Regions from separate parts of the Sus scrofa genome. Here region 1 is linked to region 2. The links are chromatin contacts, called in public HiChIP or PLAC-seq maps. All regions are on one chromosome and are shown on one strand. Each heading gives the region's core, a stretch centred on a gene start, on an enhancer-like site or on the middle of the called end of the contact. The rest is flanking DNA. Distances are from core to core; before and after follow the strand shown.

Region 1 (3,109 bases), core at 295-2,794, 200 kb after region 2:
TCACCTTGGGCTGGCCGAGGTGGTAGGAAGGGGACCTTCAGCCGTCCTGGCTGAAAAAGGCCAGGTACCTTCCACGGCAGGAAAAGAGTCAGAGACAACAGGAAACCAGACAGAAAAATAAACCCATTCTTTAGAATGGGAGGTAAATTCTAATATTCTTTTAATGTAGAGTCAAAGAATTTAGGCTATGAAAAGTAGGGAGGATGCCTTGGATAAAATACTTTCTTTTCCTTCGCCAATCCTGGGGAACAGGCAGACTTATGTGTGGACTGCTGAGGCTGACATTGAAGTGACATCTGAAAGCAAACACCCCAGTGAAACTGTTATGTAAACCGAAATGGCTAGACATTCCAGGCCCTTGCAGCACAGGGCAGGCTGTGCTGACCATAGCTCGCCACCTGGAAGTAGCCAGTATTTCTCAACAGAAATAGATGGATGCAGATATCCCCTTTGATTTTACAGTAAAGATAGTATTTTATTTTATTTTATTTTGCTTTTTAGGGCCACACCCGAGACATATGGAAGTGCCCATGCTAGGAGGTGAATTGGAGCTACAGATGCTGGCCTATGCCACAGTCACAACATTGCCAGATCCTGAGCCCAATCTGCGACCGACAGCACAGCTCACAACAACGGCAGATTCTTAACCCACTGAGCAAGGCCAGGGATCAAACCTGCATGGATACTAGTTGGGTTTGTTACTGCAAAGCCCCGATGGGTACTCCTAGAGATAGAATTTTACACTGGATAAAACTGTGTAAGTAATGGTGATCTCAAGTTGTTCAAGCTTTCAGAGCAAGGCTTTATAAACTTGATAGGTAGTAACAGGAAGACTTTGCTGTTTCCAATCTGAATGGTAGGAACTAAATTTAATCAAAACAGCAGGCCACAGACTGAAAAGTATATAATATAATATGGACTAATGAGTTATTAGCTCATGTTCACTACAATGAGATTAACTCCCAACAGCATCATAATCAGATCTTGGTATTTTGCTGGGTTAGATCTACGTCCAAAGGACGTCTAGCCAGAAATAAGGTTAATGCATTTCACATTAAAATTCTGACTTAAGTTGCTTTTAAAAAAATCTTCACATTTCATAAACTGATTATGAATCATCAAACCCCTCAAAACCCCTTACATAAACAGTCTTAAAAAAAAATCCTTTTTGAACAGTAGTTAGTTACATGGATGCTGCTTGCATTTTTAATCAACCAATGAACTTTATTTGTAAAACCAAAGATATGATTTTCAAAAGCCATATAAATTTAATGTGCATCACACCAAAAAAATCTGCATATTCAAGTGAACGGCTTTAAAAAAAAAAATTCCTCAAACTAAAAACTGAAGCCATTGATCTCTTCTACCGGCTTTTCTTAAAGCAAACAATCTGAAACATTCTTTTTGAAAAGTGGCTTCACTGATGCTTGTTATATTTTTAATCAACCAATAAGCTTCATTTGTAAAATGCAAGACTTGGCTTACTAATGCCATGAGGCCTGGGCAGAATCATCAGAGAGCGGAGCCCTGCATTTCCTTTGTGCATGAGAGTTAATAGGATTAGGGCTTGAAGAATTGAATAAAACCCTGAGCTGGTTAAGATGGATGTATCACATTTCAGGGTTCCCGTTTCATAACCGGCATGCCCCGCATTTCATAAAATAAAACATGCTGGGGAGCTTATTTAAATGGTTCTTCAGGAATACGCTGATTTCAGAAACTTTAAAAGGAAACGAGTGTCCATTTCCTTGAGCCATATGGCTTTCTGTGTACTCAGCCTGCTCGGTTTTTTGGCGTGCTCCTGCTTCACAGTCAGCCATTCTCAGCTCTGGTCCAGTTACGTGGAGAAGGGAGGACACATTTTTGTGCCCAGAGAATTTCTGTGTATGATTTGATAGTCTCTAATTTTCACAACGATGCCATCTGCACTGGCCTTCAGCAGCTGTGAATATGAATATAGCCAATCGAACCTCAGACGCCAAAGACCTGTTATCTTCCTGCAGATCATGTAATGGAACTGGGGGTCTGCTGCTTTCTGCTATCAAGGTGGTTATTATCAAGTATAATTTGTGGTTGGAAATGTTTGGCATTCCTGTCTAGCAGTAGCCCAGAATGTTTAGAATAGATTTTTACATAGGAGTTCAAACATCTGTCCGTTTCAGGTCAGAATTTCTGTGAGAACTTAAGCGTATAGTATCTAAACAAATGCAGCTGTCCCAGATTAAATGGGAATGGTTTCTTGCATTACGATGCCAAGAAAGGGTCAAGTTTAAAATTAAGACTATAAGAAGAAGCTTAAGAATGATAAGCAAAAGGTATTCTCATTCTACAAAATGCCAGGTAATGTTACCAATTAAGAGCTGGACTTGAAGGCTGTTTAAGCACTATCCGGGCAAAAGACTCCTTTAATTAGCAGTTTATAACACCAATTTGCCTAGGGATTAAAATGCAGCATTACAATTTCATTATCGATTCCTTTCATTTGCAATTCCTCTATTACAGGAAGCCAGTTTGAAGTGAAAAGTGCTTAGTAAATGAGAGCTGTATATAAAACTGCAAAGAAATAGAACGTCAAATTTTGGAAAGGAAGTCGAAAAAGATTATTAAAACAAGCTGTGATGATCTTAACAAAGACACACAGAACCTGTTACTAGGAAGAGTTGTTTGGTCAAATTTCCTGTTTTTTCCTAAGTCCTGGTTTGTTTTAAACATGTCGTCAGCGCACAGTTTATTGCTTCTGATTAACGTCTCTACATGTAAAATCAAGAACTGTTCTCCCGGACTTCTTATTTAAAGATTTTCTAAACAATAAGGATTTTCTCTTTCTTCCCCAGACTGTGGTCTTCACCCTAATTAAGCGCTGATTAGCCGTGGATCAAAATAGTTGAAAATTAATATTAGAAACTAGAAAGTTACCCAAGCATGGGTTAATGAAAGTGTTGGAAAATGAGAATTTCATAAAATGTCACTTTATTCCTAAGCAATTTTACTGCAAGAGTCTAGAAATCACCTTGGAATGCTACAAAGCACCTCAAATCAAAGCCACACTAGTGTTGAGGATCGATCTTTGTCCTGTTGTGTTCGCTTAAAAAAAAGAAAAACGTCTCTG
Region 2 (2,940 bases), core at 145-2,644:
ACACTATGGAGTGATTAAGAAAAACAAAGCACATGCTTCGGAGCATTATCTCCTGAGAAGGCAGCTCCTGTGAACATTATAAAAAGAATTTGCCTTTATTTCTGAGGGTCTAGTAGCACTCACACCCACAGTTCAACAGTGACAGGAATAGAAAGTTCTTTTTCCTTTGCACAAACAAGGAATTCATGATGAGGTTATTATTTTTTCCATATGGAAACCAGCTCGGTATTTTTAAATTGCATCTGCCTCAGAAACTTAGACAAAATAAGAATGGGGTGCCAAAGTCATGTGGGTACTGGAAACAGAGAACTTCACAACAGTGGGAAACGTACTCGCGCCCAACACACAGAAGACCTGAGGAGGTCAAGTCACTACAATGAGATGTGCTAAGACTTTAGGAGTCTGTGTTCTTGCTCTAAACAGGGAGGATTCCATGGTTGCTAATTACCCAGAAATGCAAAGGGGGGGGGGTAAAAAAAGTCTACCTCGTAATTTTTCCCAGTCAACATAAGAGTTGAGGCAAGCCGCACAAGTCTGAACAGTTCTCAAGAGTTGGTACATACAATCTTGGAAAGAAAGTATGGATTCTTCCAACACCACCCCCCCGTACCCCTACCTCCCAGTCTACAAGCAGCACAAAGAAAAGGAACCCTGATTCTTCTAGAAGCCTAAGAGGCCGCGTAGGGCTGTCCCGGGGGCTTCACTCACTCCTGGCTCCCCGAAGACCACCCACACAATGGAGGCCCCTCCACCGGTTCTCTCGCTGTAGCGCCACCCTGAAAGGGCCAGCTGGCCTCCGAGGGCAGAAAATGTCCCCGACGCCTTGCACACTGACCTTCCACAAGCAGGACAGACGCAGGAAGCTGGGGCACGCGCACGTCCGAGGCCCCCGGCCGCACCCCTCCTAAAGCAAAGGAGGGCACCTCCCCTCGCAGCCCAGCTGGCGCTGCAGCCGCACACGAAGGCAGCCTCCTCGGAGAGGCTCCCAGACGGGGGTGAGCCCGGGACTGATGCAGCCACCGACTGACAGTGGCGTGAGTTCTATTATTACCCCATTAGCACTCTGGGATCTGTGCCTAAATGAAGCATGCTTCCTCCCTGATGCCGCTTCCTTTTATCCTGGCTGGAGACTAACAGCGGATCAATGGGGGCAATACATATGATGTCACTTCAATTTACAGCGACGGCCTCCCTCTCTTTCAGCTGGTCTGAAATACACGGAAAGATCGATTCTTCCCAAAAATGGTTAAAAAATGCTTAGGGAGCATTCTTCGTCCAGAAAAGCATTCTCTGCTATATTTGTCGATGTTACTACGGCAGGAACTGTTTACACTGAACAAAAACAGAAGAAATGGGGGAGGGAGGAAAACCTCAAATTCTCCTGGACGCTGGCTACATGGAGGGTCCAAACCAGAATTGGGGTGGCTGACCTTTGGAAGTCACACATTTTCTGGCACAGAGGTACAAAAGAGACAGCGGTTCTCCATGGCCCCTTGGATTAAAAAGGTAATCCCACAGATATAAAGTGTCCTTTAAATCAGCCTTCCCCAGAAGTCTAACAAATTCCCTTCTACTCTTCCCAGAAAACACACCCACCCCACTCTACACCCTCAAGTGCCCCCACAGAGCACAGGTGTGACAGCAAACTGTTCCCATTCATAGGTCTTCCCACGAAGGGCCACGAGGAACTCCGACAACAGGACACAAGACAGAACTTTAAACCAAGGTATCCTGCAGACACTGCTCTGAACCAAAATAAAACACGGTAAGTAAAAATCTTGGGTTGTCTGAGTTTTCATACGATGAGCTTTGAAAATGGGGTAAAACTGAGATAGAATCCATGGAGATTCTCAAAACAAAAGCGTTCTTCTTCCTCACAATCCCCAAACCCCAAATCCTGAGAATCAGAACTCTGGTGAGCTGACTCTGCCCACCCCAAACCCTGACCAGGACCATGTTAGTATAGATCTTCTTTCATCTGTCACTTTTCTTTTTTTTTTTTTTGTCTTTTTGCTATTTCTTGGGCCGCTCCCGCGGCATATGGAGGTTCCCAGGCTAGGGGTCAAGTCGGAGCTGTAGCCACCAGCCTACGCCAGAGCCACAGCAACGCAGGATCTGAGCCGCATCTGCAACCTACACCACAGCTCACGGCAACGCCGGATCGTTAACCCACTGAGCAAGGGCAGGGACCAAACCCGCAACCTCATGGTTCCTAGTCAGATTCGTTAACCACTGCGCCACGACGGGAACTCCCATCTGTCACTTTTCTAATGACAAACATGTTTAAGTGACAAAAAGGAATCATGTGACATGTTACACAGGCAAGTGTCTGCTCGAGAGTTGTTGGCAATGCGAATATCATGATATTAGGAAAGGACTTTAAAACTGTAACCTGGATAGAGGAGAAACAGAACTGATTTGAGCTGCTTCTAAAACCAAACTGAAAAACAAACTTACAAAAGAAAAACCATCCTTTCCATGGTGAAGAAAAACAAGACATCTTAAAGAACTGCCAAGTCAAAACAATTTTCTTCAAAATAAAACAATCAATAGGTATATTTATCTAGCATAGTCAGTTATTTCTGATTATCAAACATCTTTAGGGAATATGTCTATAGTCAAGTTCTAGAAAAAGTCAAACAGAAGCAAATATTCACATAATTCACTTCACACAGAAAAAAAGGTGTATTTACTATACTTGGGGGAAAACAATTGTAAAAGCTACAGATGAAAAAAAAAAAAAATCAAATCACACTTCTGAGCCATAGTTCGGTGGTGGTGCTTCCAAAAGTGACACCCAGTGACCAAAACAGACGCCACCAAGAGAGAGTATCTGAAACAATTCATTGGCCTAAATCATTCTCATGTCACATCATAAGGGTCAAATTTTCATGTGCTAACATTTCCCTCACTTTTATAAAACTTACCCAAACTATATGC

What was found. HiChIP or PLAC-seq counts read pairs in DNA pulled down with a chosen protein or histone mark.
Region 1: an H3K27ac HiChIP or PLAC-seq map of skeletal muscle shows a contact between it and region 2. The contact joins two enhancer-like sites. A contact is called at or near these places in 1 of 47 Hi-C or Micro-C datasets (embryonic fibroblasts) and 2 of 2 datasets of contacts at active chromatin or transcription factors (alveolar macrophages and skeletal muscle).

The regions. Positions count from the first base shown.
Region 1 is chr10:27,311,172-27,314,280 of Sscrofa11.1, forward strand. The region is part of intron 5 of C10H9orf3 (aminopeptidase O); the gene reads right to left. Among named protein-coding and RNA genes, the nearest start is that of C10H9orf3, 160 kb to the right of the region's middle. Within about 2 kb of position 1,545, at least 21 of the 83 cell types and tissues checked have an H3K27ac peak or open chromatin away from gene starts, as enhancers often do. A contact at or near this core is called in skeletal muscle, where this site is marked.
Region 2 is chr10:27,107,812-27,110,751 of Sscrofa11.1, forward strand. The region is part of intron 14 of C10H9orf3 (aminopeptidase O); the gene reads right to left. Among named protein-coding and RNA genes, the nearest start is that of MIR23B, 29 kb to the left of the region's middle. Within about 2 kb of position 1,395, at least 42 of the 83 cell types and tissues checked have an H3K27ac peak or open chromatin away from gene starts, as enhancers often do. A contact at or near this core is called in skeletal muscle, where this site is marked.